7 separate regions of the Mus musculus genome follow, and all the other regions are linked to region 1. A link is a contact called in public HiCAR-type, HiChIP or PLAC-seq and promoter capture Hi-C data. All regions are on one chromosome and are shown on one strand. Each heading gives the region's core, a stretch centred on a gene start, on an enhancer-like site or on the middle of the called end of the contact. The rest is flanking DNA. Distances are from core to core; before and after follow the strand shown. Region 1 holds the start of Pcdh17 (protocadherin 17). Region 2 has its middle 46 kb from the start of Gm32913. Region 3 overlaps Diaph3 (diaphanous related formin 3). Region 4 has its middle 36 kb from the start of Gm32969. Region 5 overlaps Tdrd3 (tudor domain containing 3). Region 6 has its middle 40 kb from the start of Gm23278. Region 7 overlaps Diaph3 (diaphanous related formin 3).

Evidence for each region. Promoter capture Hi-C pulls out the DNA fragments that hold promoters and counts their contacts. HiCAR-type assays count read pairs that join an accessible place to other places. HiChIP or PLAC-seq counts read pairs in DNA pulled down with a chosen protein or histone mark.
Region 2: a contact with region 1 is called in an H3K4me3 HiChIP or PLAC-seq map of fetal liver, with 21 times the contacts expected there. The contact joins the enhancer-like site here to the promoter of Pcdh17 in region 1. A contact is called at or near these places in 8 of 39 promoter capture datasets (cranial neural crest, frontonasal cranial neural crest, liver and 4 more) and 4 of 115 datasets of contacts at active chromatin or transcription factors (VIP interneurons, craniofacial prominence, embryonic forebrain and 1 more).
Region 3: a promoter capture Hi-C map of hippocampal neurons shows a contact between it and region 1, with 12 times the contacts expected there. The contact joins the enhancer-like site here to the promoter of Pcdh17 in region 1. A contact is called at or near these places in 7 of 39 promoter capture datasets (the C10 cell line, cranial neural crest, frontonasal cranial neural crest and 4 more), 2 of 484 Hi-C or Micro-C datasets (cerebral cortex and neural progenitor cells) and 8 of 115 datasets of contacts at active chromatin or transcription factors (astrocytes, embryonic forebrain, embryonic limb bud and 5 more).
Region 4: a contact with region 1 is called in a promoter capture Hi-C map of hippocampal neurons, with 18 times the contacts expected there. The contact joins the enhancer-like site here to the promoter of Pcdh17 in region 1. A contact is called at or near these places in 5 of 39 promoter capture datasets (cranial neural crest, hippocampal neurons, maxillary cranial neural crest and 2 more), 2 of 484 Hi-C or Micro-C datasets (cerebral cortex and ventral hippocampal neurons) and 8 of 115 datasets of contacts at active chromatin or transcription factors (VIP interneurons, astrocytes, craniofacial prominence and 5 more).
Region 5: a contact with region 1 is called in an H3K4me3 HiChIP or PLAC-seq map of embryonic forebrain, with 10 times the contacts expected there. The contact joins the enhancer-like site here to the promoter of Pcdh17 in region 1. A contact is called at or near these places in 12 of 39 promoter capture datasets (the 3T3-L1 cell line, the C10 cell line, cranial neural crest and 7 more), 1 of 15 datasets of contacts at CTCF or cohesin (large pre-B cells), 7 of 484 Hi-C or Micro-C datasets (B cells, the N1E-115 cell line, brain and 4 more), 2 of 115 datasets of contacts at active chromatin or transcription factors (embryonic forebrain and embryonic hindbrain) and 2 of 9 other capture datasets (embryonic stem cells and liver).
Region 6: a contact with region 1 is called in a promoter capture Hi-C map of second pharyngeal arch cranial neural crest. The contact joins the enhancer-like site here to the promoter of Pcdh17 in region 1. A contact is called at or near these places in 15 of 39 promoter capture datasets (the 3T3-L1 cell line, 3T3-L1-derived adipocytes, the C10 cell line and 10 more), 1 of 15 datasets of contacts at CTCF or cohesin (stem cell-derived epiblast-like cells), 39 of 484 Hi-C or Micro-C datasets (B cells, CD4 T cells, CD8 T cells and 24 more), 10 of 115 datasets of contacts at active chromatin or transcription factors (SST interneurons, VIP interneurons, astrocytes and 7 more) and 3 of 9 other capture datasets (adipose tissue, embryonic stem cells and liver).
Region 7: a contact with region 1 is called in a HiCAR-type map of astrocytes, with 9 times the contacts expected there. The contact joins the enhancer-like site here to the promoter of Pcdh17 in region 1. A contact is called at or near these places in 3 of 39 promoter capture datasets (embryonic stem cells, hippocampal neurons and second pharyngeal arch cranial neural crest), 3 of 484 Hi-C or Micro-C datasets (cerebral cortex and cortical neurons) and 5 of 115 datasets of contacts at active chromatin or transcription factors (astrocytes, embryonic forebrain, embryonic limb bud and 2 more).

The regions. Positions count from the first base shown.
Region 1 is chr14:84,441,460-84,445,385 of GRCm38.p6, reverse strand. Pcdh17 (protocadherin 17) reads right to left here and starts at 1,823. Exons shown (of 4, transcript NM_001013753.2): 1 at 1-1,823. It overlaps Gm32498 (predicted gene, 32498), which reads left to right and starts at 1,982. Exons shown (of 4, transcript NR_168882.1): 1 at 1,982-2,861; 2 at 3,150-3,288.
Region 2 is chr14:86,466,206-86,470,372 of GRCm38.p6, reverse strand. No RefSeq gene overlaps it. Among named protein-coding and RNA genes, the nearest start is that of Gm32913, 46 kb to the right of the region's middle. Within about 2 kb of position 2,127, at least 14 of the 459 cell types and tissues checked have an H3K27ac peak or open chromatin away from gene starts, as enhancers often do.
Region 3 is chr14:86,682,679-86,686,677 of GRCm38.p6, reverse strand. The region is part of intron 27 of Diaph3 (diaphanous related formin 3); the gene reads left to right. Among named protein-coding and RNA genes, the nearest start is that of Gm33025, 110 kb to the left of the region's middle. Within about 2 kb of position 1,602, at least 18 of the 459 cell types and tissues checked have an H3K27ac peak or open chromatin away from gene starts, as enhancers often do. A contact at or near this core is called in hippocampal neurons and neural progenitor cells, where this site is marked.
Region 4 is chr14:86,488,320-86,492,307 of GRCm38.p6, reverse strand. No RefSeq gene overlaps it. Among named protein-coding and RNA genes, the nearest start is that of Gm32969, 36 kb to the left of the region's middle. Within about 2 kb of position 2,592, at least 33 of the 459 cell types and tissues checked have an H3K27ac peak or open chromatin away from gene starts, as enhancers often do. A contact at or near this core is called in VIP interneurons, cerebral cortex, forebrain and 3 more, where this site is marked.
Region 5 is chr14:87,437,847-87,441,752 of GRCm38.p6, reverse strand. The region is part of intron 1 of Tdrd3 (tudor domain containing 3); the gene reads right to left. It also overlaps the pseudogene Gm33121. Among named protein-coding and RNA genes, the nearest start is that of Tdrd3, 23 kb to the right of the region's middle. Within about 2 kb of position 1,837, at least 42 of the 459 cell types and tissues checked have an H3K27ac peak or open chromatin away from gene starts, as enhancers often do.
Region 6 is chr14:87,304,375-87,308,397 of GRCm38.p6, reverse strand. No RefSeq gene overlaps it. Among named protein-coding and RNA genes, the nearest start is that of Gm23278, 40 kb to the left of the region's middle. Within about 2 kb of position 2,662, at least 7 of the 459 cell types and tissues checked have an H3K27ac peak or open chromatin away from gene starts, as enhancers often do. A contact at or near this core is called in craniofacial prominence, embryonic limb bud and second pharyngeal arch cranial neural crest, where this site is marked.
Region 7 is chr14:86,747,515-86,751,149 of GRCm38.p6, reverse strand. All of the region lies in intron 27 of Diaph3 (diaphanous related formin 3), which reads left to right. Among named protein-coding and RNA genes, the nearest start is that of Gm33025, 45 kb to the left of the region's middle. Within about 2 kb of position 2,134, at least 110 of the 459 cell types and tissues checked have an H3K27ac peak or open chromatin away from gene starts, as enhancers often do. A contact at or near this core is called in astrocytes, cerebral cortex, cortical neurons and 5 more, where this site is marked.

The DNA of each region.
Region 1 (3,926 bases), core at 574-3,073:
GGTTTAGGCGGCGGCGGCAGCGGACTGCATCTCCGAGCCAAGTCTTTTTTTCTCTCTCCCTCTTCTTTTTCTCTCTTCTTTCCGAGCAGCCAGAGGGAGGGGAGGAAATGCAGAGGAAAAAAAAGTGTCCCGATTTGTAGTTTCCTCCCCCTACCAAGCTCCTCCCTCTCTTCCTCGGAGAGGGTTCTCCCCCAAAATCAAGAAAGCCACAGCCTGATCAGCATTTGCGCCGAGAGCCTATTGGGAGGAGAAAAATATAGAGATATATCTCCGCCTCTGTTCGTAGAACACTCTGGTGTGTCTCTATGCCAATCCGGGAGCCGCCACTACCATCCCATCCTCTTCCAGCAAGCAAAGACTTCTCTCCCTGCAGTTTAATTCCAGTTTGCTTTTCTTGCCAGGCGAAAGGAAATCAACAGGCAACTCATGGTTAGACGTGCAGATTTGAGGGGGGGGGGGAGGGGGGAGGGCAGACTAGAAAGGAGGAGGGAGCTACCCTCCCAGTCCTAGCACACACACACACACACACACACACACACACACACACACACTGCCCTGTCTCTCGCTAGAAGGGAAACAGTCTCTGCATTCACAGGGCTGGGCTGTCAAGTGGCTCTCTTTTCTTTCTATTCAGCACCTCCTTCCAGTGGCCCAGCCTCCTTTTCATCTAGAAAGGAAAACCTTGGCGAGGAACAAGAGTGGTGAATATTTGAAGAGAATAACAGTGTAGGCTTTTTCCCCCCTTATTATTATTATTATTTTAAATTGGAGGAGTAGAGTCGACGGAATACATCAAGGCTTGGCGTGATGCATTCTGCAGTCTGGCTCACACACGGTCTCTGGTCGACTTGGGAAAGGCAGAGAGGGTGAGGAGCTGCAGCCACCGCGGTTCTGCCAGGGCGCCCACCCGGGGAAACTACCTCCTCCACCTCCGAGGGGAGGTTAGGCACGGGTTGATCTACACATTATTTCCGCTTCTCCCAGCGCCTCGGTATACGGGAATGACACATCCAGAAATGCAGGTGTTCTCATCTGCGGGATGAGTCAGAAGCAGCGGAACGAATCGTATTCACTCTCCCCTCACGGTCCTCCCTTCGCAGTCCTTAGTTGAGGCTTCTTCTTAAGGCTTTCTCTGACCACTCAATAGGAAAAACAAAAACAAAAACAAAAAAAAAACAAACAACAACAACAAAAAAGCCGGAATCACGTCGGGGGTGGGGGAAGAAAAACGAGAAAAAGCGTGGGGGGAGGAAGGCAAAGCTGAATCCAGGAACACTTTTACTCTACCTCTTTCGGCCGGAGTCCGAGGCTCTGCAAAACAAGGCGTCTGCTTTGCTTACGAATATTTATTTGTTTTTTAAAAAAAACCTTTCCACTTGGTTAGGCGTGAGATGCCCCCAAATCTCTCAGTCTTAGGGGTGGGGGCACGTTTCCAGTAATGATTCACAGCTTAGCCCAGGATCATAGTTCAAGATTTTCCTCCCAACGGTCTCTGTTCACAAAGTCCAGCATCGGTGTGCATAGCTAATTGTGCAGTCTGTTGTGGAGGTTTTTTTTAAATTTTAATTCCTCCTTTTTTTTTTTTCTGTCACGAGTGGTCTCTTTCAGTCTAGTGCGGTGCCTGTCAGGATCACCCCAAAGCCTGAGAAAGACGTGCAGGTTTCAAACCGAATAAATCCATCTCCGCCAGCCAAGACGCGGAGGAAATGGAAGGTGAAAAATTCAATTCAACAGTTGGAGTACCGTCTCCGAGCCGCCCTCCTCCGCTGCGGCAGCCGCCGGGCTCGCAGTCCGGATTCTCTCCCCAGCGTCTCTTGCTGACTGACTCTATTCACCTCACGCCGCCGCTTAAACATTGATACTGATTCTCTGCCAGCCAATCGGCGTGGGGAGCCAGACCCTGCCTTCTCGGCCCACGCCCAATGGGAGGCGGAGAAACGGCAGGCGGGGGCGGGGCCAGCAGCCCCAGCTCTTTAGAGTCATTGACTAGCTTGAGTCCGACCGGAGAGCATCAAGGCCCGCAGAGCCCGCGCTAAGTCTCGGCGGCGGCGCCCAGGGCTGAGCCGTGGTAGCCCTGGTGTTTAGAGGGTGTCTTCCTCTAGAAAGAGAAAAGTTTGGCAGTGATTTGATTTCAACTGGGGATAGGATGTAAAGCCAGGCGTGGGGAATCACCGTATACTTTGCAGAGAGAGGCAGCTGCGGTCTTCCTGGTGCCTTCTAGTCCACACACCAACCCACGTCGTCAGCTTACACACAGACACACACAGACACACACACACACACACACACACACACAAACACTGGGCCAAGGGAGTTGCGGATTTTCTGACTCCTTGTGCACTCATCTGGAGGTGCGGAGTGGGTGCGTGCGCGCGCATGCGTGCGCGCGCCCGAGAGAGAGCGAGAGAGAGAGAGAGAGAGAGAGAGAGAGAGAGAGAGAGAGAGAGAGAGAGAGAGAGCGTGTGTGTGTGTGTGTGTGTGTGTGTGTGTGTGGTGTATGTACGCGTTTTCTCACGGTGGGATGTTTATTTCGGTGAACGCCAGGAAAGTGCAGTGTTAGAGATCTGTCTGTGCTAGCTAGCTCGGGAGCAAACACGCCGCAAGCAACTGTAATCAATATGTAACTTTCTTCATCCTCAGAGAAATCCCCGCTGTCCCCAGGCACCCATGCAAGGAAAGTCACTTGATTATGAAAGTGTTTCAGAAGAAAAGCAGACGCCGGTGGAGAGAGAGGCAGTGTCTCGAAGGAGGGAACAAGCCTCTCTTAAGACATGTTTTGCAGCTCCATGAAACTGAAATCTGGTTGAACAGTGTTTAGACTTCTACCTTTTAACCATCTCCTATCACAGCCCACATTCAAGGTAATCCAATGTCCCTTAATGTCCCTAGCTTTGGTGTCTAATTCACTTCTGTTCATCTTACTAAAATTCCAAATAGCAATTTGATATTTTTTTCAAATCAAATAGCATTGCTAATATGTATAAAGTCTCCTATTCATAGAAGCTGAACTTAGGCAAGAACTTATACCAGATTGAATGATGTTTGTTTAAATATTCTCTCTCTGTCTCTTTGTCTCTCTCTCTTCTTCCTCCTCTTCCTCTCCCTCCTCTTCCTCCTCCCCCCCCCCATTCTAAATTTCTCATCTCCAGCTTTAGAATCTCAAAGCTTGCTTTTGTCTGAACTGCTTTCACAAACATCCACAAGTTACGATCAGTTTTGGTTCTGATCTAGCAGTTCTGGAGCAGAGTTAAGAGGGACAAAGGAAAACAATCCGTTGAAATAGAGAAGGTGAGTATTTTGATTGCGACAGTATTGATTGTAGTTCATAAATACTGAAGTTAAGTTGCCATTTATAAATTGTGAATGACTACTATAAAAATATGTAACATGAATCATTCAGAATTTCAAAGAAAATCAAATCCAGACCAATTACAAGAATGCTCTGAATATTGTTTTGGGGATACTTGCTTAAAGGTTCAGATCAAGGAGCTATTAATTTCCCAGAGCTTCAAGGAGATAACATATAGTCTGATTTTGCAGTCTGGTCTCATTCCAAATGTACCATTCCCTTGAGAGACCAACAGCTCAAAAATTCAAAGAGAAGATCTTTTTAGTCAGACCTTCAAATTCAAAAATGTTCCTTTCTTGTCTTCCCTAAATAGGTTGTTTAGCATATATGTTTGTAGTCCACAGAGGACTCAGTCTTGCCAAAGTAAAGGCTGTTTTGCTAAGTTGTCTTTAACCACAAAGTCTTATATAGCCATAGCTTTCTTTATGTCTCTCTGGTTAGAAATATTGGTCCAATGCATGTGCTTTGGAAGTTGATTCTTGTAATCTTTATAACCAGAAACTGCCTATGGCATAGTGAACACACATTCACACATTCATTTATCAATTTTTATTTTGTATCTCCCTCTCCTCGCACC
Region 2 (4,167 bases), core at 878-3,377, 2.0 Mb before region 1:
CCATGTGGCTGCTGCCTCACTACCGACCTCTGATAAGAGGATGGGAAATTAGTTTTGTTGAAGTCTGTCAGTCTAGGGGCAGTATGGATGCTTAAGTGTAATTAAAAAAAAAAACAATTCAGAAAAATAGCAGTGTGTGTGTGTGTGTGTGTGTGTGTGTGTGTGTGTGTGTGTGTGTGTGTATGTGTGTGTGTGAAGTTTGGTAAAGAACAATAGGGAAAGCAGAGATCTGCTCAAGCTAATTATATAATCTGAGATAAGACAAAAAATTTAATTGATGCAATTAAATTCAGTGTTGAACTTAAGAGAAGAAACATATATAATGATATGGCTAGAGTACAATGCTAATTTTCTGTCAGATTTTTAGGATCTCTAATCCCTTCATAAGAGATTGCCTCTTACTTTTGAATGCCTTTTATTAATTCAAGAGCAGGGGCTGGGCTTTATCATGGCAAGGACCTCAGGAACATGTCTGCCGCTCAACGTGACCTATCTAGAGAGATATGTACAGTTCTATTTCTATTTGCTTATAGTCTGGATGGACATGTGTTGGTTGAGAGTTAGGCTCTTCAGACAGATGCTGTCCTCCCTCAAGGCTCAAGGCCAAGCTGAGGTACCAAGTAGGACTCAGCTTTCAAACAAAAAAACCTAAAGCAACAGTGAAACACGATCCAGGAATACAGAGAAGTGGTAAAGCATGCTAACAAGGCGCTGAGCACCGTGAATGGCACTGGGGGAAAGAAGTAACTTCTAAGGACAACGAACTGGGAGAATTGCTGACTTTCCTGAGCTCTACTGGGGCTGCTGCAGTTACATCGCTAAAACTATGTGGCAGATGTCTTTCCCTTGCCTCCCTCAAGCTTTGTGAGAAGGGCTTTGGCCTTCAGGATTTTCCTTGTTGCTGCTTCTGCCCAGCAAGGTGCTAAGTAGGCTCCAGGTACTCAGAAGTTCTCAAAGGGATGTTTGACTGCACAAGTTTAGTTGATTCTTTTATTTCTTGAACTTGCTGGCTTTGCTCATGGACAGCCTCTCTGTCCCTTTCTATCTGGGGAACGTGATAGTCTCATGACTGATTGCGTGAACTTCTTGGATAGCTTGGCTGGTACTTGTCGAAATTTAATAAGTATTAGATATTTTGAAATGGAAATGGGAACTTTTATTGGGAGACATTCTCCAAATAGCTATTAAACACAAATTTCTTGAAAGGAACAAGGGAATAATTTAATTGTTTCAGGGTCCATTTCCCCCACTCTAACATACCTCAAAAAGTCGAAATAGTGGTAAAATATCAAATTATTTGGAAAGCAAAGGAAACCCTAAGAGTAGAAAAATTTCCTTCGTAATTTTCCTGTTTGTGATTCATGATATTTAAATTACAAACCTTGACATTAGAACATATTAAACATATGTCCCTCGACCTAATAGCCATTTCCTCTGTCATTTAATGTCTTAGTTCTCTCATGACACTACTATTGATTCAAAGCATATCTGATCCTAGGAATCTTCCAAGTCATGTCTCTCATTATCTGAGGGAAATTTCTATTCTTATGTGAGTATCTCTATCCCTTGAAGTATATCATTATTATTATTTTGCTTAGCATACAAAGAGATGGATTTCTTCCTGTCATCTTCACATACATACATCTGTGGACTTTGTTAGTTTCCCTCTCTCTATCTCTCCCTCGCCACCCTCTCTCCCTCACCGCCCTCTCCTCTTGCTAATATCTCCTGGTCTACAGTCCCCACTCCTATTATTCCTGTTTTCACTCCACACTGCCTCTCAGCCTCCCATCTCATAGTCTGCTTTCTGCTTTTGACGCAGAGAGATTTTAATCTTCCAGTTTTTCTTTCGCTCTCATCACAGCTTCCTAGTAAAGATCAGAAGTTAACACGGCTGTTTGGTGGATGAGGAGAGAGGAGATAATTGAGGATTAAAACTGACTCCTCTTCACTTCCGGGATGCATTTTCTTATCTGCTTCCAGGAGAGGGTTAAAGTTTACTCAGCGAGAAAGGAGTTATTTTGAGGAGTCCAGAGGATTTTCCAGAAGGAGTGGGTTGGACTGTTTGCTGGAGCAGAGAAGATTACAGGCGACCTGGTGAGGGTATTTGTAGCACTGACCTCCAAGCGGGGATGCACATGTTAGATCCGGCTTCCCTTTGAGGCTTCTCAGGCTAGACTATTTCTACATCTGGCGGGTACTTGCGGTGTTAAAAAAATAAACTCAAAAATTGAGAATAACTGTATCCTTGACAAGATGTATCCTTTTCTAAGGAGCATTGGTGCAGCTGTCTAACAATGAATTACAACATTCCACAGCTGCCTGGGCAGGAAATGAAGAAAATTATCCTGGCTATCTCAAAATGGGTGTTTGGGGAGCCGGGGGAGGGTATGAGTTTTTTAGAGACTATTCTGGAATGAGGCCATTGAGCCTGTCTGATTAATCATATCATCCCATATCACAGGGTCTAGGTTTTTCAGATTTCAAACAATTTTGAAAATTCCAAACCATCTAAATGAAACGACCTGTTTACATAGATTCTAGATAGTGACTTAAAGTTATTTTTGGCCTGCAATCTGGTTTTCCTTTCAACAAATAGGTCTCATTAAGGGAATTCATATTCTAACTACATCAGAGTCAGATATGATGTAGCTGACTACAATATCATCTAAGATGTGTGCATTTTGATAAAAGATTTGGCCATAGAAGAGCTGCCCACCAAATGGCCTTCTTCCGTCTCCTCCACAGTGTGTCACAAATGTATGTGTCCAAAGCACAAGTAAGAGTTGTGTAGTCTCCTCTGAGAGAGGCGGAATGTTCCAAGTCCGAAGAGCTCCTGAGAGTTATGGATGATACTGAATAGTGTGCATACTTCATTTCCTACAGAAACACACACTCACCCTGAAGTTTAATTTACAGTTCAGCACAGTAGGGTATCACAATAGCTAGTGTAAGTAAAGGTGTTCTGACACTACCCTCCCTGCAAGAGGCATTAAATGGGTGTGGTGTCTCTTCAAAATATCTCTCTTCTTTTTCAGTTCAAGGAAGTGTCCTCTGGCTTCCTCTTACAAATATCACAATCAGTGGAATTAGTGCTTCTCTGCTTTGTGGTTAGTGTTCCGTAAAAGTGATTTGAACATTTGGGCCTTGGCACTGAAGAATTACTGTGGTGACTGAGCTAGCTCATGGTAGGCAAGCGGCTCACACAGTGTGAGCAGACTGGATGAAAGGGATGCCTGTTCCAAGCAGGGCAGAGGATGGCAAGGGATGGCACCGTGATCCTAAGACTGCCATAAAACTCAGGAATTCCTCATTCCTTAATATCTCCATGCAATATTGTCAGATCATACTTCGCTTTTGGGCGAATACAACTAAAAAGCAAACCTGAGAAGGCATGGTTCTGCAGTCCTCTCCACTGGAAACCTTCAGTGGCTCTACACTGTTGATAGTGGTGTTCTTGGCGCTTAAGGTGCCTGTGACCTCCTACCGGAGGATTTCATAAAACTGCACATTCTGACATAGTTAGTCTAGAGTGAGGTGTGAGCTCCTGTTGACGTAGATGTTCCTAGTTCCCCCCTGGAGCTGGTTCTTTTGACAACACTTTAAATGGGCAGAATAGGTCTTGAGAAAATTATATGCCCCAGTACAGGGGAATGCCAGGGCCAGGAAGCAGGAGTGGGTAGGTTGGGGAGCAGGGCGGGGGGGGGGGGGTATAGGGGATTTTCGGAGAGGAAACTAGGAAAGGGGATAGCATTTGAAATTAAGAAAATATCTAATAAAAAATCTTGGAAAAAATGGGCAGAGTCTATGGGACAAGCCAGACAGCGATAAATTTGCATACCATACATCAGCCTGCTTTAGCAAGTATACTGCTGCTCTATTCTTAACTTTCCATTGTCATTGTGATTCCTGGGCTTCCTAACCCATTATTTTCTTTATGTTTTTCAGAGACACACTTTTCCTCAGGTTCTGTGCATTTCCCATGCCTAGTACTTCCTGTTTAATTACCAGGTGAGCCTGTGCTTTCTGCAGGCTTTCTCACAGGTGTTTCTTTCTTGCCCAGTCCCAAGGATGACTATAGCTAGCCTGTACTCCTCTTGAACTTGGTCTGCAAGTCCGTTTTCCCAAACATGACTGTCGGCCAGCTTGTACAGACCTGCGTGAACA
Region 3 (3,999 bases), core at 353-2,852, 2.2 Mb before region 1:
ACCTTTCCAACCTTTTTAGTAGCTCTCCTCTCAGGTAGAACTCCCTGCAAGCTACCTTTGACCTGACTGTTCCATTGCTACGTCAGAGCTCAAATGAAAGCTTGCCAATGGTGGTGTGGGCCTGCCATCTGGGCGGACCTCACCCCTCTAAAATTCTCCTCTCCTCTCTGTCTTCTGTGCACATTTGACAAGTCAGTAAAACTAAACCAAACTCAGCCGAAGTTCTCCTCGTGTCTCTGTCTGGTTCCTTTCAAACCGACCACAGCATCCAAAAGCATCCTAAATGTTCAATGGTCCCTAGCTTTGTGACTGATATGTATAGGTGCTCAATAAACTCATTTTGATTTATTACTCAATTATGTGTGAACTTACTGTTTTAGGTTGGCTTTTTCAATCGAGCTAGTTTTTCACCTTTTCAGTTACTGTCTTCTTTTTTGTCAGTGGTCTTAATTACCCAGTGCAGGTTTACCATCCATGGGTTATATCTAAGTAGAAGTGCAAAGGCATTTCTAAAGTGTTTGGGAAAGAATTTGAATAAAGTAGCTCATATTTTAAATTTTCAGATGAATATTGTACTAGTGACTAATTGTAGTAAACATATTTTGAAACCATTTGTCTGGCTGAGAAAAACATGACAATAGCTCTATCCCTTGTGACCAGAGTGTCAATGGCTTCTTTCAAAATAGTCATTTAAAGTTTTTGTTTCCTCCTCCTCCTCTTTACTCTCTCATATTATGAATAATATTTAGTTGGACTCCCAAAGCAACTGGAGGAAGAAAATCTCTGGTGTTTATTTTTGATAAAATATGAGGCGTTTACTTTTGTACATGTTAGTCTCAGAAGGCTTTAGTACTCTTGTTCTCTGGATTCTGGTGTCAGATATGGAAATTTAAGTACGAGTATGCTTTTGGTCACTAGAAACCTCTATGCAACACCCACATGTTTGAGTTAATTTTAATATCTGTAGCATTCTATAATCTTAATTACCATAAAATAATGGCATGTGGTTGTCATGGCTAGAGGCAGTTTGCTAAAGAACCTGTTACTTTGCTGTGCATTCTTTCTCTCTCTAAACTTTTTATTTTATCCATATTTGCTTAGCCAGGAAGTTAGAGGGCTATTTTTTTTTAAATTATTCTGATCACTCTATGCACCAAGTCCTCTCAGGTCTTAAGTTTGAAGTGCCAGGAGGAGGAATCCGCTTTCACCCTGACTTCTTGCCAAAATAGTTAATATTCTACTTCCTGTGTGTTTGACTTCATAAAATCTTTCCAATAAACTTTGCTGATCACTAAGCTAACTAATAAACCTAAAGTGAGTGTTAATATGTGTGTGTGCATGTATGTGCGTGTGTACATGCATGTCCATGCCTGTGCTGTGTAGGTGTATTTAGGACAATGCTTATATCAGAGTTTTATCAGCTATAATTCCTTTGAAGTCAGATCTGAATTACTTCTTTCTGGTTTAAGCATGTTGGCTGATTTTCAGACTTGGATGAGTTTCCCTGTAAATTGCTGTCGATGTGACTGGAGTACCCAGGAGCTGTCAGGATGGCTCAGTGATTTAACACTGGTGTCCTGCAGCTTTGCCTGTAATCAGCAGATGCTGCGGTATTACCATAAATGTTTTCCTAACTGCTTCTGTCAAAAAGAGAAAATTCTTCCTGCCCTGAGTCTGCCGCTTCTGATTAAATTCAGTTTGCCTTCTTTTGCATAATTAATGTCCCATGATGATCTCTAACCTTTTGTTTTTAATATTGCCTCTTGGTCTAGACTCACTCTTTACAGGGAATCCCAACCAAATAGGACAAAAAGCAATGGCTGGTGCTTTTGCACAGACCCCCAGCATCTCCTTGCTCTAAGCTGATACTGTTGTATACACAATCACTTGTTCAGGATCCTGAAAGGTTTGGTCTTCGCTGCGTTTGTCACTGCTGGGCGGTGTCTGTTCACTTCAGAAGACTGTTTCTGCAGCTCTTTGTTTGCAGCACACGTTTGCCCGACACCATGTGATGATAAGATCTGCTGTAGGCTGTGCTTTCCCGGTCTGTAAAGTAAACTCTTAGACATGAGCCAGGCAAAAAGCTTCCTGATCATCCACAAAGCTTTCTGTATCTCTTGCCCAAAGGAACTCGGAGATTATCTTCATTATAACAAAGTAAATGTGTGTATAAGATGAATACATTGAAAACTGAAGACCCTGTTTGTCAGTGAGTATATTTTAATACATTATCTCAGTGGGAAAACATTCTTAAGTTTATTAAATACGATTAAACCATGAAAAGCCTGAAGTGCTTCTCTGCCTGTTCCTTCAGAGCTCAGAACTCTTTGGCCTGACAGCCACCTGTGCACTTTACTTCTTAAATGGAGTGTAAATTCGAACAGATACAGTTGGTGGTGTTATTCTTACACTGTAAGATTTTTTTTTTTTAAGGAGCTATATGGCATCTCCAAGATCCTAAATAAAGCCTACAGTTTTGAAAGAACTGCCCTGCAACCATAATTGTATGAAATTAGAGTAGTGACATTTTCCTGTGTTTCAAAAGAAAGACCTAGTAATTGAGCTTCGTGTTTAGGGGAAGATGCTATTTCTTCTATAAAAATTTTTAACCAGTAAATGTTTATCACATTATTTTTTATTCTTTTTATATACAAACACAGAACTTCAGAATAGAAAAGATTTTAGACATCACAAAGCTGTTCTTTTTTCTTTTTTAGTTTATTCTATTTCCTCCTGACACTCAGCTCAGCAACCATGGCATAAAGCCAGAGTGCTACATACAGTTTGGGGATTTTCAACTTGTGGCTACTGAAGTGTTAACTTTAAATATAAGTTTGCATTTATCACACAAAAAGAACAAAGGAGACACTTACTTTAACATCTCTGGTTTCATTGCCCCTCATATAGGTTCCATATAAAAGTGAGATTTATAATTAAAAAAGAAAAAATGCATTTCTTGACCTTCTTCATACTTATATTAAAAATCCCTGAGCCAAATGCTACTTAGGCCTTCTGTAGCTCCAGGACATTGTTCTTTATCCACACAGCCAACAACATTGTCATCCTTCCATCCTAGTTGACAATTACTTTGTATTAACTACTTCTAGAATAGCCATGACACCCTTTGAATAGAGCAACTGTCCATCACTCAGATAATGGCAAGGTGCCACTTGAACTTGAGACTATGAATTTTCATTGGTCATGCTATTTCCCACAGTTGTCACTAGAGTAATCCACATAGCTTCATGGACTCAATTTTCTTGTTGGTCACCACTTCTGAGGAGGAGTCACCTGGCACTCAATGTGCTGCTGTGTCCACACCTGCTCACATGAGATCTGTATTCAGAAAGTAGCAAAATTAGAGAAACTTCTGGAACTCTCAAGAATCAGAACAAGGGACTACAGTTTACTCAAACCGAAGATTTCACTGGATCGTTTTTTTTTTTTTCAGTTTCTTTCATTTCTAATTTATTCATGAATATAATGTGTTCATCACCAGCCCCGCCCCCATGAAAGAAGGAAGGAAGGAAGGAAGGAAGGAAGGAAGGAAGGAAGGAAGGAAGGAAGGAAGGAAGGAAGGAAGGAAGGAAGGAAGGAAGGAAGGAAGGGTGGGTCACAAATGTGTCTCACTCACTCAAGATATTTGAAGGTGAGAATGGTAACTGTACCTCTAAGACAGAGTCTCCTTCCCTCTTTCAGGCCCCCCAGAAAGCTTCCTTGGTTCTTTTTTGCCTAAATAATTCTAGACCCTCAAAAATTTTAGGCTTGATATTTCTGTAAGTGTGCTCTATCAGGAAGCTGTCAGATAACTTTAACTGATGATGAACTGTAATTCATAAGCATTACAGCTGGCATTCCCACCACCTCTGTCATTCAGAGTTTGGATATCCACCCACCTCATTCCTATCAAATTATCACATAAATACTTATCACAGGAGTTATCACTGCAGCTATGAGTCTAATGATAATATATGTAAGCATATACCAGATTTCCTAAGA
Region 4 (3,988 bases), core at 1,343-3,842, 2.0 Mb before region 1:
GAATACCTAAGAATGTACATAAGGTTGCTGGTTGAGGCCTTAAGATCAGCCATGGATACATTTTGAGTCTTTGTTAATATCATGGATGCTATTGTCAATTGGCCCAAGAAAATCATGTTTCTTCCAGGGTTGGGTTTCATGATTTTTCAAGAGCTGTCCTGGTAGACTAGTAAGGTCTTGGGGGCTTATCCAACAGAGATTGGTTTTCTCATAGTTTTCCATCCTAGACTTTTAAGAGCAAGGTGCTAGTAGACTTAATGTTTTCTGAAGCTTCTCTTTCTCCGACTTGCAGGTGGCTACATGCTCATCTCTTCACATAGGTTTTACTGGGTGTGTATACTCTTGGTGTCTCTCCTTTTATAAGTTCGGTAGCTGTTCAGAATCAAGGCCCATCGTAATGGCCACATTCCACTCTTTAAAACACCTTATCTCCAATATGATTTCATTCTTAGGGGCCAGGACTTCAACAGAAAACCTTAGGATAGACTCATGTCATCCATAAGATTCATTGTAGGAGAGGCCAGCCCAAGGACACAGGCATTGGAAATATGAAGTAATCAGAGAATCATCAATCTATAGCAGGTTATCAAGATATAGGAAAGCAAATAAAAATTCACGGGACTTGCACAAGATGTAATATCTTAGAAAGGGACCCTCAAACTGTGGCTACAACCTAGAGCTAACCCTAAATCTATTTTGTAAATATAATTTATTGAACCCAGCCACACGATTTTGCTGTTCATTAACTGTGGTTGCCTAGCATGCTAAAGTGAAATGTCAGAGTTAAGTAGTTGTGACAGAGATGGAGTGATCCATACACTTTTAACCCATTGTGGTTTTTTGCAGAAAATATGTGCTGGCCCGCAAGTATTAAAAAATTGTATATATAAAAAAAAGCAATGAATTCTTAGAAGGAACAAGTAACAAGTATCTATGGTTCTGGAACTGAAAAGGAGTGCAGACATAATTTCTTTGCTTGTCTGTTATAAACAGACGGCCAGGTAAACAACATTTCTGCCACTTTAGAAGTTCACTAAGGCTCTCCTGTCTGTTGTCCACACGTCATCATTCTTTCAAGTATTATCTAGAGATAACTAGTTCTCATAAACAGATGACAAAGCAAGGGTCTTGGCTTTACTAGGGATCTCTGCTCCTGGATTCTGAACCTCATTCACACCCCATAGGAAGGCAGTGCCACATTTAAACCCCATTTCACATTTTAAAACCGATTCTGTTAAGCATGACTTCAGCTGTCACTTCTTGTTATTTTGGAAAGAGCCTGATGCTTGTAGGTTTGAGACATTCCATCCATTTGCTTGATGGACTTCTGATAACTATCCCTGCCCATTGGGTATGAAGTTGACCCCAATTATGCAGCTGACTGCCTTAATGACGGAGGATTTTTAGAATGGCCACCTACATTTAGTAGCGAGCTTTCTTGTCTGGCTACCTGATGCTTATTATCCACGAAAGCCAGGACTTCAAAACTGATGAGATTCTATTTTATTTTTATTTTTATTTTTTATGACTGCTGCAAATGAAGAGTGCAGGGAGAATTTGGAAATGAAGGGAAGTTGTTGGGCTCAAGGCTGTCTGCACTGTAGATGTGGTCTGCCGGCCCCGCAGGAATTGAGAAAAGCAGGCTTTTCAACCCTTTGCTGCAGAAGCCTTGTTATCGCAGAAATAGACCACTTGAGATGGAAGTGCAGATGGATTTGCTGCCGATGACAGCTCACCAGGACCCAGCTCTCCATTCAGGTACATTGATATGCATATTCACTCTACTGGAAAAAAAATCATCTCCTCTTCTACCCTGGGACACGGCTTCCGTAGGCTCTGGAATCTGCTATTTTATACCCACCTGCTGGTACAATATAAGCAGCTGCAATAGGCATCAAGCTATGAAAAGCTCGGAGGAGCACTATTGCAGTGTGAATTGCTTCCTCGCTCGGTGCTGTTTGGTGATCGCAAGATGGATTGCCAGATTAACACAGGAACACAGTGTTTGTGTAAGGAACAGGAGGGCGATTTCCTCCTGTTTCTCCCACCAGCCATTGCTTACCAGGCCCTCTGCCACTTATAAAAAATGAGGCACTTGCTAATGTCTCTTCGAAGAAATTCCAAGGCCAGAAACACTGACTCAAAGGGAACCTGCTTTGTTTTCTTTCCTCTTCTGGATTTCCACACAGAAGACTCTGATGCCATTGGCCAAAATAGGCCACTGGTCCATGCAGTGGCTGGCTAGCAGGAGCTTCCCCCAGAGCAGTTTGTTGACCGTTTGTGTTGTATCCCTTGAAGGAACTAATAAACATAGCCAAATGATGAAAGTTGGTTTTGAAACACAAAACTTGTTGACCAAAGAAGTCCAGGGAAGTGGAGGCTTTGGGAGCCTGCGCATCCATGTGGCCAATCTACGTTAACATCTTGTCTTCAGCACGCTGACCTCGCTTTGATTCAGGCATTTTTGAAAAGGATTCATTTCTTCTCCATTTCAAAGCTGTTTATCTGGCTTAGAAAATAGCTGCTTTAAACAGAAGCCTTTACACTTGTCTGGGTAAATTCTGTTCCAATTTTTGTTTTGGCCACAAGTCAAAGATAACAGCTGTGCGCTTGTGGGTTCACTGAACTCTACGCGCTTGTTGGCTGCATCACCGACCAGAGGGAATAACCAATAATTAGAACATTTCGGGTCATCTTGGGGAAGAACAGAGTTTTCTCATGTTTGGAAAGGTGATGTGGCCTCCCTTGGATTTTTCCAAATGTGACTGAACGTGGAGCGGAATGCATGAGCCAGGACTCAACCATTGTGTCCTCCGTTCCCCAAAATAACACAGGAGAAGTGGAGGCTGAAAACTATTTTTAATGTTTCCCAGCTTAACTACAGCTACACAACGGGCCCTCACGGTGATGGTGGGGGAAAGCTCTCATGTATTCCTGGCACATCGGCATTTCTGATCATAATGATTTGTGACTCGGAAGTCGAAAGCTGCTGAGTTCCTTCCTAGTTGAATCAATACAAGTTTACATAAATATATGTTTCTGTTTCCTTTTGTTCCTGCTTAGGCATTGATGTTTACTTGCTGGCGACTGTAGACAATGGAAGATAAACAAAGGAGAGGGAGGGAGGCTCAGACAGAGAGATGGTTCAGGAGAAATTATTTGGGCGGGTTCTAAGCTCTTTCCTGATGATGACTTTTTAGTTAGTTTTGCTCCGGCAGAGTAATGTTATATCTTTATTTGGAAAATAAAGGACTTTATCTTGTTGATCTGAATCATAATAACCTGTGAGTTTATTCTGTTGATTATATCATTGCTGCAGGGTAAATGCTCCTGTATCAGTGTTTGATGTGCTAAAGCTTTTCATACCACAGACATGTATCCAAAAACATTAATCCACAGGAGCATGGAGGCTGTTTTGCTCTTGAATGTAGGAGTCAAGAAAACATCTACACCATAATCAAAGACTCCCCTGGTCAAACAGACCAGGCTGGTACTGATAGCCTGTTTAATTTTTCACTTGGCGTTATGCTGTGGAGAGGAGATCTTTGACTTCTACTTGAAAACCCACATATATGAAGTGGAGGTCACATTTTCAATGCCTTACCTCCAGGATAGTCTTCATTACCAAGCTACAGCTCATCACACCATCCCACTCTCAGAGCTGTGGGAGGTGTCATGGGTCCCTTCAAGGCTGCTCTTTACTGTGACCTGTGCTGTTGATCAGTGGTAGAAATGTACCTGGCTCAGGTCACAAGCAGGATCTAAACGCAAGACCCTGTTAGCTCAGCAAACTCTAGCTCACAGACTGCCTAGGGTTGGGATGGGAAGCCAGTGATCTTATGCTGAGCTTATGAACAACATTGCCATGCTGGCCAGAGGCATATCTGCGTTCCTTCAGGCTTCTTGCTGTCAGTTTGAACCCACAGCTCTTCTCTTTCAGCACCTCCGACTTTCTTGTTGTTAAGTCCCATCTCAACAAGAACGCAAA
Region 5 (3,906 bases), core at 588-3,087, 3.0 Mb before region 1:
CTGGAAAAAAACACTTGAATTGTATTTGAGCACTCCGCCGGGGGTCGGTGAAGTATCCCAAGATGGCTGGGCATAAACTTGCTCTAAAAACCATTGATTGGGATCTTTTGTGTAGATCACACCCCCAAACCAGAAGGCAACTGGAAATGCCCTGAAGTCCTGGAATGAGACCTTCCACCCCAGGTCGGCTAGTCTGTCTGAGAAACCACCTGCGATTGACTGGGCTTTCTACAGGGCCAATGTGGCCAAGCCTGGCTTGGTGGATGATTTTGAAAGCAGTATAATGCCCTGAAGATCCCTGTGCCTGAGGATAAACACACAGCCCTGGTGGACAGGAGGAAGAGGAGGATGTGGAGAGCTGTGCTGAGTTTGTGTCTGGACCTCAGCTCAGGACCCAGGAGTGTGAGAAGCAGCTGGAGAAAACGAGGAACACAATTCCCTTTGACCAGCTGACCAGTGATGACTGGAATGAGATCTTCCCAGAAGCCAAGCTGGACAAGAAGAAGTACCCGTACTGGCCCCACCAGCCCATGGAGAACCCATGAAGCAGCCTGGGACGGAGCCCTGGCCTGTATTTCATTTAAATAAACCAGTACTATTCTATATTTTATTTAATAAATTTATTTGGCAACAGAATTTAGCATTTTACAAGGTAGAAAGTTTACATAAAATTTTTCTATACCCTTTGACTTTTTAATCATTTATAAAAATATTAAAACACACATATGCTAGCACCTGTCCCTGGGAGACTACTCCTAATATCTTTATGTTCTTTCAAATGAATGAATGGCTAGTAATTTCTAACTACTTACTACAAAGCCCTGATGAAGATTAGCTTATTTCTATGATCAAGGCACAAAGTTTATGAAACACTATATTTGGCCACTTAAAACAATTTAAACAGAAACATTATTCATAAGTACTAATCTACATTTTATATAAATTACTATATTCACATTGAGAATATAACATATTAAATTCTTTATACCTACATATAATTTATGTGTCTGGAAAAAAACAAATAAAATAACTAACACCCACAAGAAGAATTTGTCTTTTCTAAGTATTTTTAAAGTTCAAAGTCTGAACAATAAGATAACTACCTTAGAGTAAAAATTATTTAGAAAAAAACCTAAAATATAAAAAATACTATGCTAAATGCCAAATAAAAATGTGAAGAACTGCAGATAACTAAGAAGATGCTAATTTTTATATGGCTTGCTAGCTAGAGCACAATAATTTTCCATCAGAAAAATAAGAGTGCTGGCTACAAGACCACATGGGTCCCTTCTCACCAGCTCTGTGACACAATGAACAAGGTGAACATTCAAAGACTTTAAGCTAGGTTTACCACTCAAGTAAAAGCAGCCACATCAATATTCTACTTTAAATGTAAAAAATTATAGAATGTAAGGAAATTTCAAGAACAATTAAATTCTAGTAGAAGATGACTACTAGATTAGTGATGACCAGTCACTAATTTTTAAAGATGATGTTTTTGCCACTATAAGAGAGAAAGCTCTTTTAAAAAAAAAATCCGCAATAGTTGGAAGAGAAATCCTTTTACCACTTCAGACTCTGGTTGCAAATGAGTGTAAAAGACCCTGTCTCTCCCATTCTTCATACATTTCTAGACACTCCAAACCTTCAAATACCAAAAACAAGTTAGGGGAACTAAAAAGTCCTTCTAGGCACTCAAGAACTTGAGCAGTCATCGGTGGAGTGGCCCTTAGGAAACCCACAAGAAACCTAAGAAGCACATGACAGGGTTGAAAGAGATCCCTAGGCACAAAAAAAGCCTAATTCTCAAGCAGCAGGGGAGGAAAACTCAGAGATAAGGATCACCCACATTTTCAAAGCTGGCAGCTGAGCTCTCAAGACAAAGCCTCCCTCTGATGGTTTCAGGCTTAGCACAGGTCTCATGGGGGGTGGGGGGGGGAGTTAAGGCTCCAAACTCAACGCATCTGCAACCAGTAATGATTTGGCTCCAGCTAATACAAAGGAGCTGAACAAACAGTAAATAAATACAAAGCCCTTTATAACAAAACACATCACTGTCACACCTCTGCAGAAAACAAACGACAAGGACCAAGACTTACAGTGCTGACAGCACAAATGAGCATGACCAAGAGATAAGAAATAAGCAATCCCTAACTTCCCATTAGAAAGAATTCATTTCAGGAGAAAGTAAAATCATATCAATAAGATACTGCAAAGAGTCCATCTACAATCTGTAGAGGACCACAATAAGGAATGTATTTTTAGGTATGAAAATACAATCAGTGAGAGATTCCTAGGTAAATGATAGGAGATTTACTAGTAGCAGACTCAGTACAAAGAATGAAAGAACTTATTCAGCTCAGCAAATTACATGATGAGCTCAGACACGAAGGAAAGAATTAAAAGCACTTGAAAAAGGAAATGCAGAGATAGAAAACTTTTCACTTAGAAATATATAAGAGAATTTTAAACTACCATTACATCATACATTACACACAAATTTAAGACTTTAGAATATTTCAGGCAAAGTCAAAATATTATAAAGGTCTTATATATCTACTAGATATGAGAAATATTGTTAAACAATGGCAGGACAATGGACAGAAATAGATAAATAACATTATATTGAAAAGTCCTTACACTGTTCATGAAGTGTCATTACTTTAAACAGACCTTGACGACTTAAAACCGTGATATACAAGGTAAAGGAGCAACGACTTAAAAAGACAGGTCAGAAAAGACAAGGAAAAGCAAGGTAGAAAGCATGAGATGATAAAGAGAACCACAAAAACAAAATAGTAAGAGATTACGCTAACAGAATTAGCCATGATATTTAGCGAGATGACAATCAGACACAGGTAATTTTCCTAAATAATGATTTATACATTCTAGGTTTCCACCTACTAAACACAAGAAGTCGGGCAAAAGAACTGAGAAAAGTTCCTCATACTCCAGTTTTTCAGCTACCAATGCATTAAGGGTCTCAGGCAAACTGAAAGGAGCACACTAGGAGTGAGGCCAAGCTTTGCGGCAGCCAGGGAAACCAGCAGCTTGTCTGCCTCCCGCTCCTGTGTTGAAACTCTACTCCTGGTGTGCTGGCATTTGTACACAGGGCTTTTGGAAGTTACTTAGCTCATGGGGGTGGAACCCTCCTGATGCGACTGATGCCATTAGACACACTGCACGTGTTCTCTTCTCCCTGTCCTCTGATATGTAAGGGTACATTAAGGAGTCCACTTGCAACCCAGGAAGAGGCTCCCCACCGGGCACTAACTCCACCACATGGCTCTTGTAGGTCCCAGACTCCAGAAATTTGAGAAATAAATTTCTATTACTCAAGCTCTCTAGTATAATGAATTTTCTATTATAAACTCTGTAACAATGTGTGTGTGTGTGTGTGTGTGTGTGTTTAACCAGAATCCTTTGCCACACTTGTGAGAAAGAAAATTTGTCACATAAAACCTTTCGGCAAGAATTCCAAGTAGCTGGCAGCTTGCAGACGCGCCCAGGTGATTCCCCCTCACCCAGTTAGCCCCCTTTTCTGATTTCTGAGAAAGTACATCCCATCACTCCCTCAACTCCTACTTCTTATTTTATTCAGTTTAGAATCATTTTTCTTTCTTTGTGTGTGAACTGTCCTTACATGTTTTCCTGATTTCTTGCTAAGCTTTTGTTCATCCGTCCCTTCCTTTTGAAAGATTCTTTATATATTAGAGCTAAGAAAAAGTCAGACTAAAAAAAAGAAAAACCACAGCACACGCTCTGTGAAGACTCACACATAAGAGAGTCAATGCTAGCTGCTCTCTAACTTTAGTGATATTTCTTAAGTAACACGTGAATGAAGCTGTAATTAAAACATGCTTCAGCAATAATTATAAAATATTTTTTCTCTAAGAGTGACTTTGC
Region 6 (4,023 bases), core at 1,413-3,912, 2.9 Mb before region 1:
ATGAACAGTTTAGGTAACAGCCAGTCCTTGCTGGCTGTAGAGGTCCAGGCAATTGCCAAGGCAATCGCGGCTATTTGTGACATTCAGAAAGGGGTGTTGGGAATTGCTTTTTATTAAGCAGCTGAGACAATAGCAGAATGCCATCAAATGGCAGAGGTGAGGAGCGGAGGCCGGCCAAACCCCAGCAGAAACAGTGGCAATACAAATGAGGGGACACGTGGTTTGCTGAACTCAATGCAGCTGAATGATAAATGGGGCCTAAGAACACTGGGCCAACGGGGAAGCTTCAGAGAAGCAGACGCCCTGGCCTTGACAGCCACTCTCATGGTAGCATGTGGCTTTGGGTGGCAAAAGAAAGCTTAGTTTTGAGTCCTGACCATATGTCACTGGACAAGGTACTTACCTACTCCGAGCCACGGCTTTGTCACCTGCAGAGAAGTGGGGATCTTTCAGGATTGTTCTATTTCCCGTGGGATGGCTCCTTGTCCTCACCTGGCTTACAATAAAGGCCTCATTAATTTTAAACCTGTCGTCCTTCTATTGAAGAATGGTAATTTTTAAATTTTGAAAGGTGTGAAACAGGATGGGGTGGGTAATTAAATGATGCCCTCTGTGCTTGGGCTTCTTATACACGCAAGAGTGGAAAATACCCGACAGCCGCCTGAAGTCTGCCTGGGCTCTTTGTGCAGAGTTAATGGTTGTCTTGGGGAAAGAGAGGCATGGCTTTGTGGTGTGGCAATGGGCAGGTGAGCACACGCAAACAATTCATGAGAGCTCATGCAAGCCCCCAAGGAACCGCACTGGCTCCTGAAAAGTATGTGGTTTTCCGTAGTTGATTCATTAGTATACTTATAACTGTGGGCTGTGCCTGGCTTCATATTGATAATGTGTAACTGTCTAGCTTGAACTCTGATTCCCTAGTCTACATTTTTTTACCCAACTGTCTCTCAAGCATCTCAGACTTTGCATTGCAAAGGTCTCCTGACACCAGACCTTCACTGAGCAGCTTTCGTACTCATACCTCAATCACAAGACACAAAGTTCCCTTCATTCATGATATTTCTACATCATAACCAACTCAACCTCACGTGCCTTTGCTTTTTATTTCCAAAACTCCTTCCTTTGGACTACTCTGTTCCCAGCCACCTCATCTCTGGCTTGAAGCAGTTTAATCACCTACTCCGAGGTCCCTTCCTTGTTTGTCACCACAGAGCCATTACAGTCATGCTCTGGGAACAAATTATAGAATGCTGCTGGACCGTAAACCACCGTGAGCTAAGAATGAAAACCCAGGTCTTCCAGTTTACAAGCCTTTGATGATCTGGCCCTTGTCCCTGCCTCATCTTTCAACCAAGCTCAGCAAATGTTGACTGTTCTGGAACATTCCATGCTCCTTCAAGCTACTGTTCTTGCTGTCCTGTTTATCTGGAAAGATCTCTGTGAGAGACACAAATGAGCTACTCTTCCTGTAGGTCTGCAACTAGTATTTTCTGAACATCCATTACAAACAAACTCCTGGGTCTTATTTTCCATCCCTATCACAACCTGTAATTATTTATTGATCTATTGCTTTTGCTTTTACTTATCTGTCTCTCCCACTAACACTTAGGTATTTTTGAGAAGAGATTGGGTTTGTCTTATCCTGTAGCATAACCTGCACATTCAAGTCTTTCCTGACACACAGTAGATACTCAATAACTACATATAAAAATGTATAAATTGGTTTTACTTTATGTCCTGTTTCTCTCCCCCATTGATTCACGTGAAGGCATACATATACTCTGTGACTATTTTTTCTTAGGGTATGCCCTTCAGAGAGAGAAATCAGAAGTTTTTCTTCCTTTAATTTTCACCATCCCTTTTAAAATATTTGCATTTTGTTGTTTCTGTAGTTATTCAAGCCAGACATGAAAATTACTCTCTCCCACAGTAATTAGCTCCTTCTGGGAAAACTTCTGAGAAAAAAAAATTCTTTGTGGTCCTGCCCAATCCGAGCTCTGGTCTTATGTTAATTCTGAAAAATTTGTATCCCTTACATATATCTCAAACTGGCAAAAATACTGATCGACAGCCTGAAACTCATGTCCCTCTCTTGGAGTGGGCACTGATCCAGGGATTAGGAAGCCGCAGCACAGGCGAAGGAATCCAACTGGCTGCTCCAGAGTTGGAGGCCTAGAAAACAGCAGGCCAGATGGTTTAACCATGCTTCTCTACTAACAGCTTAGCACGAAGGGGAACCCGACTCCCTTGCTAGGTACCATGTTTCAAATGGTCTGAGAGGTGGGAATTAAGGTAATGAAAACCAGGTGAATAAGTACCAGATTTTCTGTTAAAAATGCAGATGGCACTTTCGTGTGCAGCTGTTACATTTTAGATCAAGATAGGGGAAATATTTTTTTCTAATTTTCCTATTCTGAAACCTACTTTTTTCATTGAAAATAAATTAAACGATTGCGTAAACACGAGGTTATGAGAGTTATTCTTAAAATTTGTATTACCGTTTGTATTAGTTACCTCTTACTGTGCATCAAATTGCCCCACAAAACATGGTATCTTAAAACAACAAAATCTGGACAACACCTAATTAGCTCTACTGCTCACAGTCTCACAAGTCAACTCAAAGTGTCAGCTTGCCTGTAGAGAATGCAAGCCCAGGCTGGGGAAGGTCCCCTGTGTGCTCACAAATATGCTTGCTGGCAGCACTCAGTTCTACATGGGCTACTGGCCTCTGTTCCTGGCATTGTATTCCCCTCATAGAGCAGTCCTAACATGGCAGCTTGCTTTACTAGAGCAAGTGAACAAGATAGCCGAGAGAATGCCAGCCATGGAAAGTGCTACTAACACTAAAGTTTCTGCTTTATAATTCAATCTCCGAGTGGCAGGCCATTCACATTTGCTGGGTTCAGTTAGCTAAACTGTGGATGCAAAGTGGGCAGGTCCACACTACACACGTGGGATGAATGGGATTCCATGTGGAAATGGATTTTAGGAAGCAAGAGTCCTTGTGAGACATTTTAGATGCTCTCTAACATAATATTATCACTTCCGGTATGTCATACTGGACTGTCAAGCACAAACTTTGGAAATAGATGATACTGAGTTCCAAGGATATTTATTCATTAGCCACATATGATGATTGACAATGGTTGTCAACTAGACTGGGTCTGAGATCAACTAAGAGTCATGCTTATAGTAGTGTCTGTAAGGCTATTTTATGGAACGATTAATGAAGGAGGATGACAACTCTGTCCCAAATGACCATCACCTTCCAGGAGTAGCCCAGATATAAAGATGTCCAAGTACTCTCTCATATGAACCCAGACTGAAGACAAGCAGTGATCCAGGGATCCTCCGGATCTTCAGTACCATATATTTTTTTCTTTTAAAGTATTTTTGTTAGGTATTTTCCTCATTTACATTTCCAATGCTATCCCAAAAGTCCCCCATACCCTCCCCCCACTCCCCTACCCACCCACTCCCACTTTTTGGTCCTGGTGTTCCTCTGTACTGGGGCATATAAAGTTTGCATGACCAATGGGCCTCTCTTTCCAGTGATGGCCGACTAGGCCATCTTTTGATACATATGCAGCTAGAGACAAGAGCTCTGGGGTTCTGGTTAGTCATTATTGTTGTTCCACCTATAAGGTTGCAGTTCCCTTTAGCTCCTTGGGTACTTTCTCTAGCTCCTCCATTGGGGACCCTGTGATCCATCCAATAGCTGACTGTGAGCATCCACTTCTGTGTTTGCTAGGCCCCGGCATGGTCTCACAAGAGACAGCTATATCAGGGTCCTTTCAGCAAAATCTTGCTAGTGTATGCAATGGTGTCAGTGTTTGGAGGCTGATTATGGGATGGATCCCTGGATATGGCAGTCTCTAGATGGTCCATCCTTTCGTCTCAGCTCCAAACTGTGTCTCTGTAACTCCTTCCATGGGTGTTTTGTTCCCAATTCTAAGAAGGGACAAAGTGTCCACACTTTGGTCTTCCTTCTTCTTGAGTTTCATGTGTTTAGCAAATTGTATC
Region 7 (3,635 bases), core at 885-3,384, 2.3 Mb before region 1:
ACTCTTTCCCTGTCTCAGTCTCAGCACTACTGCTGCTCAAAGGAATAAAAACATTTCCATATACTGTAACTTCAGATCCCAAATAACATTATAATGAAAACTAGTGAGATTTTGCTCTTGTATTAACGTAGCATTTTTGCAATTATAAGAAACTTTGTTTTCCATTTTGCACCAAATAGTGTAATTTATGGGAAAAAAAAACTTTGATTTTGTATATTAGAACTGTGTACATAATATCCAGTGCTTTCGAAGAATGGAAATTATACACCCTGGACTTACTAGGAAAATCAAGTGTTTGCACGTCACCTGTAGATTGCACTGAGAGTAATATGAAGCATATTAATGGGTCTTTTTTATCTATCTTTTAAGAATGGATTTAACCCTAAAGTTATTTTTACTTTTGTCTTCAACACACATGTAGCTGAAGTAACACACTGTGATCTGATCTATCTAGATAGCGCTTTAAACTCCGACTCGTTTGTGCCAGACACTCAAATATCTGTGCCTTCCATTTGCAGCTGCTTACCACTAGTGAAATGATCGCTTTTTAAAATATTCTTGAATTCATGAGAGCAAGTGCTGAACGCATGCTTAATAAATGCAGACTTCTGCCTGCCAGTCTGTTTCCAGGCATCCTGGACCCCATCAAAACCAATGTGCTCAGTAGATTCAGTTTTTCCCTTTTCAGCCCTAATCACCTGCATCCCTAGATAAACACCCAAGGCATTTGAACGATCAAATTAGCATCAGTATGCTTCTCGGATACCTTGCTTTTTCCCACTTAGATTTTTTTCCCATTATAAAGTTTGTACTGAAGTTGTGAAAAAGAGATTGAAGCGTTAAAATTACAACATGACTTAATGTGTGTTCAAAGAAGCCGAACCTTACAGAGCTGACTTGCCTTTGAATCACAGCTTTGCTGTTTGGTAATCACAGATCCTGACTCTGTCTGCACGTCAGTTTCCGCAGATGAAAGCAACCATCAGTGGGCATCAGTTCTACCTGCTTTTTATAGGACTTGTGAGAACTACACCACGCCACACTGACGCACTTGCACTCAGTCTATGTGAGCTCTTCCTAATGATACTATTGATTCTCCTGCTGACAGGGACACTGAGAAAAAGACGGTCTTCTGGAAATACCTGAGTTTTACAGATTTCAGAAAGATAACTGGCATGTGCTAAAACTATGCCAAGTAGCCTTGTTGTGCTTTTCTTATGAGACACATCCTCGCCTTTACTTCCTTAAGAATGCTTCTGATACCTGTGAGAAGCACAGGCCCATACAGCTAGATAGCTGGGCTGCGGAGGCGTGGAACAATGGCCAGGGTAAGTCATTCTTAAGCCATCTACATGACTTTTTCCATCTTACTTACACTATTAGCACTAGACGGGTTTCAAGGACTTCTCACTTTGTTGCTTTGAAAGTCTCCTTCAAAAAGAGTGTGATAGCTATTCTCCTGTTTGATGTTAAGTGATTTCGAAGACCCCCAGCCTTGCAGCTCTCACCATAGGTTGCTTGGATACACTGTTCCTTCCTACTGCAACTACAGGCTTTTGGAACCTGGCTGAATATCCAGATGTGGGGAAATGCGTATTAATTAGTCATAGGTTACATACATTTATATCATCGAGCTGGCAGAAGGAAAAGGGCATTTGTAAGCAGCAGTGAGACAGCAAACACAGACTTGGTTGCCTTGGGTGCTGTTTAAAATTGAAGACAATATGAACAAGATCTAACAATCATTCTTTAATTGTTTTTGAAATTTCAAAACGATAAATCAATGACATTTCGTAACTGCCAGTACCTTGATGAGCTCTGCAAACTCAGAAGTCAGTTATTGTAAATTATACTTAAATATGATGGCAGAGATCTCTGTGCCATGAAGAAAGCGCCTGATCTATGGCTATTTTGTTCTGTACATGGTACAATGCACTACACTGTTCTAAGCCAAAGCCCTGTGTTGTCTGGGTAACTCCTGTTGCCATAGCAATGAAATTCTTTTGCGGGAGCAGGGCGAATGCTAATTGTAGCCATTTGTTGTTCCTTCTGTCGATCCCTTAACTAGCACAGTTGTAGAGCAGCCAGAGACACTGGGTGAACAGCACGGAGTGCCCCCAAAAGCATTGCTGCTGAAGGCAACCGGCTGCTCTGCTTAAAAAATCATGCGAGCAGCCTACAGTGCTGAGAGTGCCACTGTGTGGGCAGAAGCACAGCTTGACTCAGACCCTGACAACTGTTGAGCTGGGACTTAGAGGGAGAGAAGACTGCTTAAGACCTGTTGCGAAGGCACTGATGACATGAAGATTAATTTGACACCAGCCCCTCAGAGGTAGGTGCTGGGCAAATCATAACACCTGTTCATCCAGGCCTCCATTCAATATCAGAATGCCCGGAGGCTATAGGAGATAGATCGATGGTTATGCTTATTTCCATCTGAAACTGTATTACTGTGTCCTAGGGTAAAAATATTCATTTTGTCACAACCAACCAATTGCCATTCACTTAGGTATTGGATTCGGCCTGTGTTGGTAACTCCCCCTCTCTTCATAAGCCCTTATTTTTAGAGACTTATTATTTAACTGCCAGAAATGAGCTGAAACTGAAAATCAGCAGAAATGTGAGCTCACTCCTTTTGGAAAATAAAAGATATAGTGATGTCTACCAATTGCTTGGTCTTTCAAGCTAGCTCAATTTGAGAAAATGTGCTTAAACCTGGCAAGTAGTAATTCCTCATGAAACCTAATTGCTACAGGCACTTGAGGAAGAATAATCATCATAATTTTAAGGAAAAAATGTGAGTTATGATTATGCTATTATATCTTCCCTTTAAAGTTGTATTGACCCATAAAATGGTTAGTTCGTGGGATTTTTAAATTTTACTCCACCAGAACTATATAAACACAGTAATAAATTTTGAGGTAGTTTTTGAGGCAAAATGTAGCCTATCTACTTTCTAATTGAACAGCCTGGTGGTACATCCTATTAAAATTGAATAGAACTAATATTGTGGAACTGTTACATCAAGCCGATTCCTACTATCAGCTTAATGTTTGTTTAGTTTCGGGCAAAATTGGTATGCCGATTACCCAATAATAGCTAAAGATAAGATAGAGCGCAGGGAGGAAAGCCTAATGTTTGAAACAGACTTGCTGCAACTTCTAAGACTTGTGTATTCTCCACTTCTAGAGTTTAAGTGAGACAAGAATATTTTAAAATAATACTACTTCTTTGTAAAATATATGTGTATATATTTTAGATATTCCTAATCCCTATATGATAAAGGCTTATTTTATTAAATCATTTACTTTAAAATTAGTCTGCACTTTCCAAACACTGACTCTTCAGCATGACAGATGATAACAACTTCAGAATGTGAGGAAGATTCTTCATGCCTCAGTCAATGGAGAGAGATGGCGTCAGGTGCGCCAGCTACAAGTGCTCAGCTCCAGGAACAAATGAAGCCTAGAACACCCACGCACCCCAGGCACAGAGAGTGTGTGCGTGCGAGACAAAACTTAACAGTACACCAGATGATTCCTGGCAGAACGGACTCACAGCACAGACTAGCTATGCCAGCCCACCCTTGCTCTTATATCCAGAGAGGAAAAACACCTGAAACTTTGTCTGATGAA